Regions from separate parts of the Mus musculus genome. Here all the other regions are linked to region 4. Evidence: chromatin contacts called from public HiCAR-type and promoter capture Hi-C data. All regions are on one chromosome and are shown on one strand. Each heading gives the region's core, a stretch centred on a gene start, on an enhancer-like site or on the middle of the called end of the contact. The rest is flanking DNA. Distances are from core to core; before and after follow the strand shown.

What was found. Promoter capture Hi-C pulls out the DNA fragments that hold promoters and counts their contacts. HiCAR-type assays count read pairs that join an accessible place to other places.
Region 1: a contact with region 4 is called in a HiCAR-type map of astrocytes, with 7 times the contacts expected there. The contact joins the promoter of Zfp536 here to the promoter of E130304I02Rik in region 4. A contact is called at or near these places in 5 of 39 promoter capture datasets (cranial neural crest, embryonic stem cells, hippocampal neurons and 1 more) and 3 of 115 datasets of contacts at active chromatin or transcription factors (astrocytes, forebrain and stem cell-derived neural progenitor cells).
Region 2: a contact with region 4 is called in a promoter capture Hi-C map of hippocampal neurons, with 7 times the contacts expected there. The contact joins the enhancer-like site here to the promoter of E130304I02Rik in region 4. A contact is called at or near these places in 5 of 39 promoter capture datasets (the 3T3-L1 cell line, cranial neural crest, frontonasal cranial neural crest and 2 more) and 3 of 115 datasets of contacts at active chromatin or transcription factors (embryonic stem cells, forebrain and large pre-B cells).
Region 3: a promoter capture Hi-C map of hippocampal neurons shows a contact between it and region 4, with 23 times the contacts expected there. The contact joins the enhancer-like site here to the promoter of E130304I02Rik in region 4. A contact is called at or near these places in 10 of 39 promoter capture datasets (the 3T3-L1 cell line, the HPC-7 cell line, cranial neural crest and 6 more), 5 of 484 Hi-C or Micro-C datasets (cerebellar granule neurons, cerebellum, embryonic retina and 2 more), 14 of 115 datasets of contacts at active chromatin or transcription factors (SST interneurons, cardiomyocytes, differentiating embryonic stem cells and 9 more) and 1 of 9 other capture datasets (adipose tissue).

What each region holds. Positions count from the first base shown.
Region 1 is chr7:37,768,408-37,771,107 of GRCm38.p6, forward strand. It overlaps Zfp536 (zinc finger protein 536), which reads right to left and starts at 1,345. Exons shown (of 6, transcript NM_172385.2): 1 at 1,189-1,345.
Region 2 is chr7:37,647,200-37,649,899 of GRCm38.p6, forward strand. Zfp536 (zinc finger protein 536) reads right to left here. Exons shown (of 6, transcript NM_172385.2): 3 at 2,487-2,598. Among named protein-coding and RNA genes, the nearest start is that of 4930505M18Rik, 21 kb to the right of the region's middle. Within about 2 kb of position 1,407, at least 13 of the 459 cell types and tissues checked have an H3K27ac peak or open chromatin away from gene starts, as enhancers often do. A contact at or near this core is called in hippocampal neurons, where this site is marked.
Region 3 is chr7:37,335,750-37,338,449 of GRCm38.p6, forward strand. It overlaps a transcript of Zfp536 not described here. Among named protein-coding and RNA genes, the nearest start is that of Gm30483, 9.1 kb to the left of the region's middle. Within about 2 kb of position 1,287, at least 96 of the 459 cell types and tissues checked have an H3K27ac peak or open chromatin away from gene starts, as enhancers often do. A contact at or near this core is called in SST interneurons, cerebellar granule neurons, cerebellum and 5 more, where this site is marked.
Region 4 is chr7:35,801,338-35,804,037 of GRCm38.p6, forward strand. It overlaps E130304I02Rik (RIKEN cDNA E130304I02 gene), which reads left to right and starts at 1,255. Exons shown (of 3, transcript NR_033567.1): 1 at 1,255-1,684. It overlaps Zfp507 (zinc finger protein 507), which reads right to left and starts at 1,652. Exons shown (of 7, transcript NM_177739.3): 1 at 1,497-1,652; 2 at 101-191.

The DNA.
Region 1 (2,700 bases), core at 95-2,594, 2.0 Mb after region 4:
GTCAGGTTGGGGTGGGGGATGCTAATTCCTAGGGCGCCGTGTCCTGATTGTCGGGGAGCTGGGCAGAGTGCTATCATTACCAACAACTCAGCCAGGCGGGTAATGGTGAGATCAAGAGACATTTGCACCGCTATCAGGATGACATCATAGCTAAAGCAGCCTTCAGCCAAAGCCCTAGGCTCTCTTAGAGTAGAGGCCAAAGGGCTATGGGGGGAGGTGCCCCCCCCCCGCAACTCCCAGAGCTGGAAGCTGAGTCTCAGGCCCCTGCCATGCAGGGTGGTGGGCCTTGCCCACAGCCAAGTTCCCAGGCAGGCCCAGAAATGGGAAAGACAGCTGGAGTCTTCTCCAACGCAATCTACTTTCCCCCTCCATCCTGCTCACTGCAAATAATACTACTAATAATAACATAGTATGCATTTTTTTCAACAATTTGAAATTGTGAAGCCATTTCCCTGACCAGGGTGGAGCCGGCATGCCATGCCCGCAGCTACATCTCTGCTGTAGAATTGATAGCATTTCCAACCGAATTGTCAATCTGTTGGTGGTGACCCTCTCTTAGGCAAAACAGCTCTCACTCCATTTTTTTCAAGCAATAGAAACAGAGGACGCTGAAGGGGAAGGCAGACTGGAAAGGAAGCCTTCCTACTCTTGTTTTGGTTGCTTTTCTTCCTTTTAAAGCCCAGCAAAACACAGGGGCGCACACGCGAGCGCACGCACACCCTGAGACACAAACCTTAGAATAATGGGGGAGGCATTTGGCGACAAACTGCATCAGCGGCGCGGCGCGACAGGCAACCAACCCCGCTCACTCGCAGCTCAGCTCTCCAAGCCGCGGCAGCGACGGTGGCGGTGGCGGCGGCGACAGAGACCCGTCACCCTCCCAAAGAACCCCTATGCTCAACTCTCAACTGTGTCCCCAAGATCTCCTCTTCAGGCTCGCCTCAACTATGCGCGTGGCCCAGTCACCTCACCTCGCCGGAAAAGTGGAGAGACAGGGTTGGGAGTTGTGTTTAAAAAAAAAAAAAAAAACAGCAAAAAAACAAAACAAAACAAAAAGTTCCTCGAACATCCAGCCCAGCAGATGCAATTCTCCCGCCCGCTGCACACTCTCCCCGAGCCGGCCGGGCACTCGCCCCCAGCACTGCGCCCTCACCTCGGGGCGCGCGGAGGGCACCGCAGGGCACTTACTTGGCACTTGCTTTTGAGTGTGCAGGTCGTCGCGGTTTTCACTTGGGTTTTCAAATAAGTTTCAGGGAGGAAGGAGGCAAAAAAAAAAATCCAATTATGCAAATGGACTCCGGCCGGGGGAGGCGCGCGTTGAATCTGACGCTGCTACTGTATGAGTTCTTGGAGCAGCCCCGGCCCGGCAGATTTATGGGGGCGCGTCACGGCTACGCCAGGTCCCGCCGCCGGAGCATCTCGAAGTTAATTAAAGCGGTAATGTCCACTTTCCTGGCGACCCTCCGTGCGTGGGTTTACTATTTCACCCTCCAACACGACCCAGGAGGGGACACTGATGTGCCCCCCACGCCCCTCTTCTTTCTCTCTTCTTCCCCCTCTTCTGCCTCTCTCTTTCTCTCCCTCCTTTTTCCTCTCTTTAAGTCGCCTGCTTTGCACTCAGTGAACAATGAACAAAGATGTGAGTGATGGGGAAAGATCGCCCCCCTCCCAGCCCAAGCAGTGAGCGAAGCTGGTCTCAAAGTCAAAATCCAGTTGTTAAAAACTGAGAAAGAAAACCAGGGTCTCCACGCTAAGCTCCCTTTCTACACACACGTACACACGCACGCACACATATGAGCAAGCACACCCCACCCCAAGTTCACCTAAGCCCTGCCTGGAGACCTAGGGACCGTGGGGGAAAAGCCAAGGCCCCGGCGCGCGGGGATGCCCAACTCGCGGTGGACACGAGGGGACAGCAGGGACAGGGGAGCTGTGCTCGCTCCGGCCAAGATCATTTCCCGCGCCCCTCCCAGTCTACTGCCCCCACCACTACCCACCGGCCCCCTCCCAACGTCTACACCGAGAGGCCTGGCCCCACGGCCCCGCTCCGGCTGCAGCCGGCCGGATGCGCTCAGCAAACGCGGCCCCTGTCGGATTTCTGCTAAACTGCAGAGCGGCGGCGGCGACTGCCCAGAGAAGCGCAGGAGGAACCCAAGGCCAGCTCGGCGCGCACTCACCCTGCTAGCCCGCTAGTCCTAAAGCCGGTGCCCCGGGCCGCCCACCCGCGCGCACCTCAGAGGATGCACACGCACAGCGCGCTCGAGCCCCGCAGGCAGGGACCGCACGTAGCCGCCGTTATTTTCCGCTCAAGTGAAAACTAAGGCGGCTGACGAATCACGTCTCCTGCGAGGCACCCGTTAGACAAAACAATATCCTGCAAACAAAACCCGGCCACCGCTGCCACCCGCGCGCCAGGCCGGGACCCCGCCCTGCTCCTCCCAGGCCCCAGCCCCTGGCTTCTGCCCGCACCGACCCCAGCCTTCCAGGCTTGCATCCTTCCAGGAAAGAACTCGGGGACTTGAGTGTGCGCTCACCAAGAGGCGGACAAACAGGAAGGACTCACAAACCGGGAGTGAAAAATGGGGGCCACTTAACTTTCCACCTGTCCCTAGAGAAACCTTGCGGGGAATTTTCTCCGAAGAGTTGGTCTCTCTCTCTCTCTCTCTCTCTCTCTCTCTCTCTCTCTCTCTCTCTCTCTCT
Region 2 (2,700 bases), core at 157-2,656, 1.8 Mb after region 4:
ACCCCAGAGCGCGTGTCTCTAGCTGCATATGTAGCAGAAGATGGCCTAGTCGGCCATCAGTGGAAAGAGAGGCCCATTGGTCTTGCAAACTTTATATGCCCCAGTACAGGGGAACGGCAGGGCCAAGAAGTGGGAGTGGGTGAGTAGGGGAGCGGGAGGGGGGAGGGTATAGGGGACTTTTGGGATAGCATTTGAAATGTAAATGAAATAAATACATAATTTAAAAAATTGGAAAAAAAAAGAATCTGTTCTTGAAAGTAAAGTTTCAATTTGACTTCCTGGTCACATGACACACATCTCTCAAGTCATCCCAAGGTGTACATTTCCCACCCAGAAAAAAAAAATCCTCATACCTGCTTATGGTCTACACCATAGACCGCACATACCTCAGTCCCCTGCCTGTGAAACCACATTTGCATGGCATTTATGAATAGACATTGCTGGCACTGTTTTATCTTCGTATTAGTTACTGTTGTCGCTCTTTTTCTGTGCCAAACTCATAAACTCTCAGGCACATACATGTAGGAAGAATTAGGCAGAGTATTGGGATCAATGGAGTCTGCAACTTCAGGCTTCCTTATTGACCATATCTCCTGCATATGACAGTCCTGATTGTCCTTTAAGTTCCAGGAAGCCCAAAGTTTAGTCCAGTGACTAGCTGCAAATATGTGCCTTAGTGCTGGGAAACCTGGTGAGCCAAAAGACGCTGCCTGTCCTACAGTATGAAAGCCGCCCAAACTAGGGGTGGTGTGTGTCTCCCTCAGGGGAAACCCATGGCCTTCCTTTCATGTCTGTCCGCAGGAGGCAGGGTTGGGGGTGTAGGGAGCACTCGGTTAGGTAGTTCATTTTTGTTCTCTTTCATATCCCATGCCAAAGGGAGTCAAAGGGGAAGTGGGCAGCATAGCGGAAGTGCCCAGCATGGCGGAAGTGCCAAGCGTGGCGGAAGTGCCCAGCATGGCGGAAGTGCCCAGCATGGCGGCGTTGCTTCCTCTCCTACCCCAAGAAGCACAGAGTACTGAATGTTTCTGAACAAGCTTACGTACTTGTTCTCTCAACAGCCAGTCCCACCAACTCCCTACCAGCGGCCCTCGGCAGCGATGCTAAACCTGGCCCTCGGATACCATGAGCATCCACACTGCAGAATTCCTACCATCAATGTAGCAGCTGAATGCTGTTAGACTCCGAACTCCCCCATCTGTGTTTTGCCTCCCAAGAGGGAAAATAGTCTTCACAGACATTCCCTTATCTGGCAGGCAGATTCCAAACCTTACTGGCAACCACGGGCTTGTTTTCCCAACCCAGCAGCAAAAGAACCAAAAATTGTTCCCGCCTGCGATATGCCGAGGAGGGACCCAGCCAGAAGCTCCGTCTGCAAGCTCTAGGCTGGAGCTCCTGAGCTGCCCACCCCTCTCCTAGAGGGCACCTTGGGATCGGCAAAGTCACAGGCCTGCCAGGCCTCTGATGGCCCCCACTACTGCTTTCGTTAACTGCTCCTTTTTCTCAACATAGAATACACCCACTAAGAAGCTGCGGGAAAACACTCAGCACGGTGTGAAATCAACACTTTCCGACTCAAATAACGGGGTAGGCTAGGGAAAACTTCCAACCTTCTCACTGTAGACATTTTCCTCCCGCAAGAATCACAACAAGGCCTCCATGCCACCACCAGCCTGTCCCCAGCCTCCTGCAAATAGAGGAAGCCACAGACCTGGCCTTTTCACAGGTTGCTATTTCCTCGCATACGCCTCCCTTCCGCCCCCCAGCCCTTCACATTCTTAATCCTGGAACCCTGAACCCAGGCAATTGCTAATAAGCCAATATGGAATGATAAGCGTGGAAGTCTAATTGATAGGAGCCTCTATCGACTGGCCTTGATGTCTATCTGAGCTTCTCAACAGCCCAGATTTAAATGTTTCATTTTATTTTTAACTTTCACTTTCTCCCATTGCAGCAATGTCAGGCAGAGGTACGGTTTCACTATCAGAAAGAATCGCGGTGCAGAATAATTTATGACTTCAGCTTGGGCTTTCAGAAAAGCCATTTCAAATCTTCACTTTGATTTGGTTGTATCAAAACTACTCAAAATAACAGCAGCACTTCTCTTGGAACCAGAAAAACACGAACAGCACCTCAGGATTTTGAGCTGGAGCCTCATCTCTGTCTCGGAAGAAAACTCCAGAAAGGAATTAAGCAACCGAGTAGAAAACACAACATCGGGGGTGAAGCGCCATGAGAAAATAGAACATTGGTCTTCCGGATACTTTTGTTTTAAACCGCCACCACCCCAACCTCAAAGAGATGCTGGTCCCCAGGAGCCACAGCCGATGGTTTTACTGGGTGGGTGTAGGTGCCTCCTCTAGTAGCCAGGAGATGCTTGACTGGGGTGCACAGTAGATGGCTTGAATTGGATTTGTGTGAGCTCAACAGGGCAAACAGGAAGAAGTGAGGAGTGTCCAGGCAGACAGCTCTAGTAGGGTGAGACTTACCTTAACACCCTCACTGCATGCTTGACTTAAGGACTGTCAGTCTAGTAAGAATGTTCCTCGGAAAAGATGCTCTGGTTGCTGAAAGATGGCCAGAGGGGTGGGCCCCAGCTCCCTGTCGAGAAAAAGGAAATAGAGAAAGAAACCATGTAAAGCAAAATGTAACAAATTCAGAAAATCACAGCCATACTTGGAGGTCAAGGAAACTCAGCTGCAA
Region 3 (2,700 bases), core at 37-2,536, 1.5 Mb after region 4:
CTGTAGGGTGTGTGTTGGGGGAACCCTGTAGATGGCACCTCTCTAAAAACTGGGGTCACCTTCTGCCAGCTGCAGTGCCATTCTAGGTCCTGAGGTCAGAGAATGTGTGATAGAGAATTATAGACACCCCATTCCTTAAAGGAATCCATGCCTGCTGGTTACTCACCCCCGGGGCCTTCATCCACGGGAGATGTATGGACATGATATTTTGAAATCTGCATTTTCCTAGCGTGCTCCCTTCCCTGCAACTAGTTCTGGAACAATGGAAAATGGTGTAGAAAAAAGACAGAAACATAAACTTTCAGACTGCTGGCTGCTACTGTGGCACGCCTATGAATGAGTGAGTGAGTGAGTGAATGAATGAATGAATGAATGAATGAATGAATGAATGAATGAATGAATGGTGCCCTCAGAAAGGTAGCTATCTCCCCACCCCACCCCTCTCTCATGGAGTCACAAAAGAAACACAATTCCTTTCTTCTCTTTTCTTCCCCCTAATAAAAGGCTCTTTCTAAAAATCAAAGGTGTCAGACTTTGCTCTCCCTTGCTGGCATGATCCAGAAGATGGCTGAGGAATGACAGATGTCGGCATCCAGCTGCAATGAAGCATGCAAAAGTTTCTCTCTAATCCACTTATTTCTCTGTAGTCACGTAAACCAAAACAAATGGGCAGGGCTTTACATTAGGATGGCAGGGTGGGGGTGGGAGGGACGGGAGGGACCCAAAGCCACAGCACTAGGACTTCCATTGCATAATGCAGCCTCCTCCACGCCATCTTGCTATGATTTTTCCCTCTGCATAAGGAAAAAAAAAATCTCCCTATAGCGTGAAAGGGTCCCTCAACGCAGGGGATCCAGAGAGTCAGCTCCTATGTCCTTTTGTCCCATACAAGATGACATTTCCCAAAGGGGCAGTTGTAAAGGCAGGATAAGGGCGTCATTAGCACAGGGAGGCCGCAGAACAAGCACCCACACGCAGGTACACACAAGCACCCTGTGACACACACATCACACACCAACACCCTGCTAAACTAACAGGATCGGTTTAATCACCAGCACCGTCGTTTTCAACTACTTGAATAAATCCAGGGGAATTATAAACGAAGCCCGTGTGTAATTAAAGTGAGGGTTGTTAGACTCTTCATTTAATAAAACACTTGAAAAGAAAAAGCCCTGGTAGGTCTTTTTCAATGCCAGGGGAAGCCGAAGGGGAGGGGCGCGCGCGCGCGTAGGCGAGAGAGGCCGGCCTCTTTTAGCGTGTAGCTGCGCCCACCTTGTGAACCCATTCCCCTTTCAATCTTGTAAGGAGCTGGGAGGGCGAGGATCGGGTCTGGGGCTCTGTCACCCGCCAGCAGTTGTAACAGCTGCGAAGCGCTCGTTTCAGTGCAGGCGGCAAGGAGAGATGTGACGGATTTCGCCCATGGCAGAATGGCGTTCCGTTTCTGGCCCTTCAGGCAAAAACAGTAAAAGAAAATTCGAGATTTCCCCCCTTAAACTTCCCACAACAACCTCAGCAGAGCCACATGACTCGCCTTCTACAATCTTCCCTGGTGTGCTCACTGCTACTTTGGCAGGAACTCAGAATTACTGTTACATAAATTCCATCTGATGCCAGAGAGACCATCTGTGAGCGGGAGCTGCTTCACCTACGTCTGCCTGCAAAGCCACTCTCCCCGAGACAAGGGAGAAGGGGGGAAAAGAATTTGATTAATTTGCAGAATGCTTGTGATTTGCTCATATATTATTATAACTCCTCATCAGCACATGACAAATCCCCAGCCCTGGGTGCAGGCACCCGTTTGATTCCAGCAGTTTCTTGCGTCGACACCTGACAGACTGCGGAGCTTCTAATGACTTTCAGATGCTTACAAACAGTGATTCTATCTTCAGAATAAAAAAAGGGGGAAAAATTCCATAGGAAGAAAAGAGGAGTGCACTTCTTCCTCTGGCGCAGTTCCTTCCTGGGTACCAACATTGATTTAACTGGGAGGGTGGCTGAAGCTTCTAGAAAGGGGCCCTCCCAGGCCCCACCACGGCTATGACCACACTGCACATAGAAACAAAGACCCCCGGATTCTGGAGGGCAAGTCAGCCGAGGCCACACTCCGGTGATGCCAGACGGTGCCCAGGTGCCGGCCAAGGCTAAGACGGGGTACTCTCTCCCAGCTTCTGCGTTTCAGAACCCTGGTAATTTTGTCCACTTTTAACACACCGATCATCTCTCGGCTTCTACACACACACATCTGTGTGCTGACTGCAGTTTGGTTCCCGCCTCCCCCCCCCCTCCTCCTCTTCTTTGCTTTTAAAACTCTGATTATGCCTCCAAACCTCTGCCTCTGTACTTGATTGCCTGTTTTAGATTAGAGATTTTTAGCCAGGAGACAAAGACTTCCGAATGCACATTAGTCCTGCGTATGAGGACCCACAGAAGGAAAAGCGATAAAACGCAACGTGCCATCTGTCCACAAACAATAACCTGTGTGTTTGGAGGCTCACAAATTACTTAGCACAGAACCTTCCCAAATTACAGAGCCTTGAGACAGAGCAGAGCTGCGAGTGAGACCCTCTTTGATGTCCTTCGGTATTTCCCACCCCCTTGTGCTCGCCCCCCAAATTGATTGCTAACAGTTGAGGAATGTCTCCGTGACAAGTAGATTTTTATTATCTGCATCTTCCCGGTTACATTTGGCCTGGGACCCCA
Region 4 (2,700 bases), core at 5-2,504:
GGCAGCAGCAAACAGCTTCGTTTGCTCAGAGTTCTGTGGGTCCAGTCACAGTGGTGGCGGTTTATAAATAAGGCATCTCAGTGAGATGTAAGTGACTTACCCAAGGTTACATGGCTGTTAGTGGCAGAGCCAGTGTCTTTCCAATCAATTTCTGAAACAGATAGTCTCCTGGATCGATATTCACAATCCAGCTGTGGCCAAGAAGGAAATAAACACCATCAAACACGTCTCTCCATTGGCGGGCGAAACACAGTAACTTATTTCGGCAGTGAAGAAACTTCCAATACTTAACATTGAAAAGAAATTTCGGAAAGCTGTTCATGCAATGTAATTGTGTGAGGCAAATTTACATAATTTACTTAACAAGTAGAGGATTTTGCAGAAGCTAAAACAAATCAGCCTGGAAAACTTCTAACAATTGTATATTTTAAACCTCCCCCTCCATGTAAGTAATTCACTCAGCAAACTACTGCTTTTACTGACATAATTTTCTAACCAATATGGAATAATAAATGACATATTGCTATTCTAACTTTAACCGAAATTACAGCCTAAGGGGTGATTATGTAAATTAGTCAAACACAGTGGGCAGAAGAGTACCATGAAAAGATGCGACAACGTGGCTTGACCTATATATTCTCCAAAGCAGTTTCCTGCCCTGGTCCTCCTTTTTTTTTTTGGCTACTGTTTTCCTATTGTTGCTTTAAAGTAGGCTTATTCGGTTCCCTTAGAAAGTAACTTAGCGATTACAGTTAAGTAAAATTAGTACACCGCTAGGGCATCCTCCGAGTTTCCAGAGTTACCATGGTAAAGGAATGAAGGGTCAAACTTTCTCTTTTTAATCAATATAGCAATCCATACACAGAATCAGACCAGTAGAGTAGAAAGTACAAACTCAGACAGAAAAGGGGGTAAATCCAGTAATTGCCTTGGGCCATGTAGACTGAAAGCAAATTCCTGTCCACTGTCAGCAACCTTTGGTGGGGGTGGCTGCCTGGACCTAATTAATCACCCAGGCCTCGGACTCCAAACAACGATCGGGATGCCCCAGGTCTGGAAAGGTGGGCACTTTCACCAATGGTCTCAGCGATCTCTGGAAAGATCAGTCAATCCCAGAGGATGTGTACGTGTGGGAGGCCACGATTGCTATTTTTCGTTTGCGCTGGCATTTCCTACACCACGCAGTGCTTAAAGGACGGGGGATTAAAGAAACTTAAGCTCCATCCTGGCTGGCCTAAGCGCTTTCACGTCTCCAGAAGGCAAAGGCGCTTCAGCGGGACCTGGGGAGCAACGGGACCCCCACCCCCAGCGGCACGGCGGGCCCGGGGTCTCCACAGGCCCGACAGAGGGACGACAGTACACACAGGGCCCTGGAGCTCAGGCTCGGGTGCGTGGCAGTGCCGCGGGCGTCACCGGCGAGGAGGAAGCGGGCGTCACCAGCGAGGCCGCACATGGCCGGCGGCGCTCAAGCGGAGGGGCGGCCCGGGGCGCGGTACCTGCGGTCGGGCGGCGGGCTGCTGCTCCTGCGAGCCTCCTTTGGCCGGCCGGGACCCCACCGTACCCTCGCCCTCGTCCGCCTCGCTCCCGACTCCTTTCCCTCTCTTTCCCCCTTTTTGCCCCTTCCTCGGCCGTGGCTCCAAGATGGCGGCGCCGAGACAGATCACGTGAGCGGCGAGCCGGTCAGGTGAGCCTGGAGGCGCGCGGCGTGGGCGGGGCTGTGGTGGGGTGGAGCCACCACAGACCACGCCCTCTGGCAGAAAGGGCCTTAAGGCTCTGGGCAGATGCTGTGGCCATCCAGGTCCTGTCAGAGCTGGTGTTGGTCTAGAACTCAGTTGATATCCACTGTGGCCTCAACCTGCTGGGGCATTCTTCATCCCCTCATTTACCCCATCGTTCTTTACATCCTTGTGCTTGTGAATCTGGCTGGACTTTTTTTTTTTTTTTTTTTTTTAAAGTTTATCGAGGGCTGGAGCGATGGCTGGAGTGATGGCTGGAGCGAGGGTTGGAGCGATGGCTCCGTGGTTGCTCTTATAGAGGACACAGGTTTGGTTTCCAGCACTCATACAGTGGCTCACAACCATGTGTAACTCCACTTCCAGGGACTCAGAAGCTCTGGCCTTCTTCTGACCTCCACAGACTCCAGACACACACATGGTGCTCAGGTATACAGATAAGTAAGCCATTCACACACACAAAATATTATCTACGTATTTATTTATTGTTATTTGTGGAGACTTGTGGTCAGAGGAGAATTTTCAGGAGTCTGTTCTTTCCTTCCATGGTATGGGTTCTGATATTGAACTCAAACCTTCAGACTTGGCAGCGAGTACCTTTACCCATTGAACCACATACCTCCTAGATAAATGCTCTTCCACTGAGCTATTGAGTTTCCTGAAACAACTCATCCTGGCTTCTAATTCCTTATGTAGTTAGCCCAGGCAGACATTTGAAGTTGTGAACCTCCTGCCTCAGCCCTCCAGGGTAGCTTGGGAGAGTAGATGTGTCTCCACCATACCAGGCTCTAATTGGAGCTATTATTTTTTTCAGGCATCGTATGCTGAAAAATGTAGAGGTCCTAACCGTATGTCTGATGAGAGGCAGTGCTGGCTCTGGGTCAAAAATACTTTCTTTTTTTTTTTTATGTTTAAAATTTAAAAAAGCATTTATTGATTCGTGTGTGGAAGACAGAGGACAATTTTC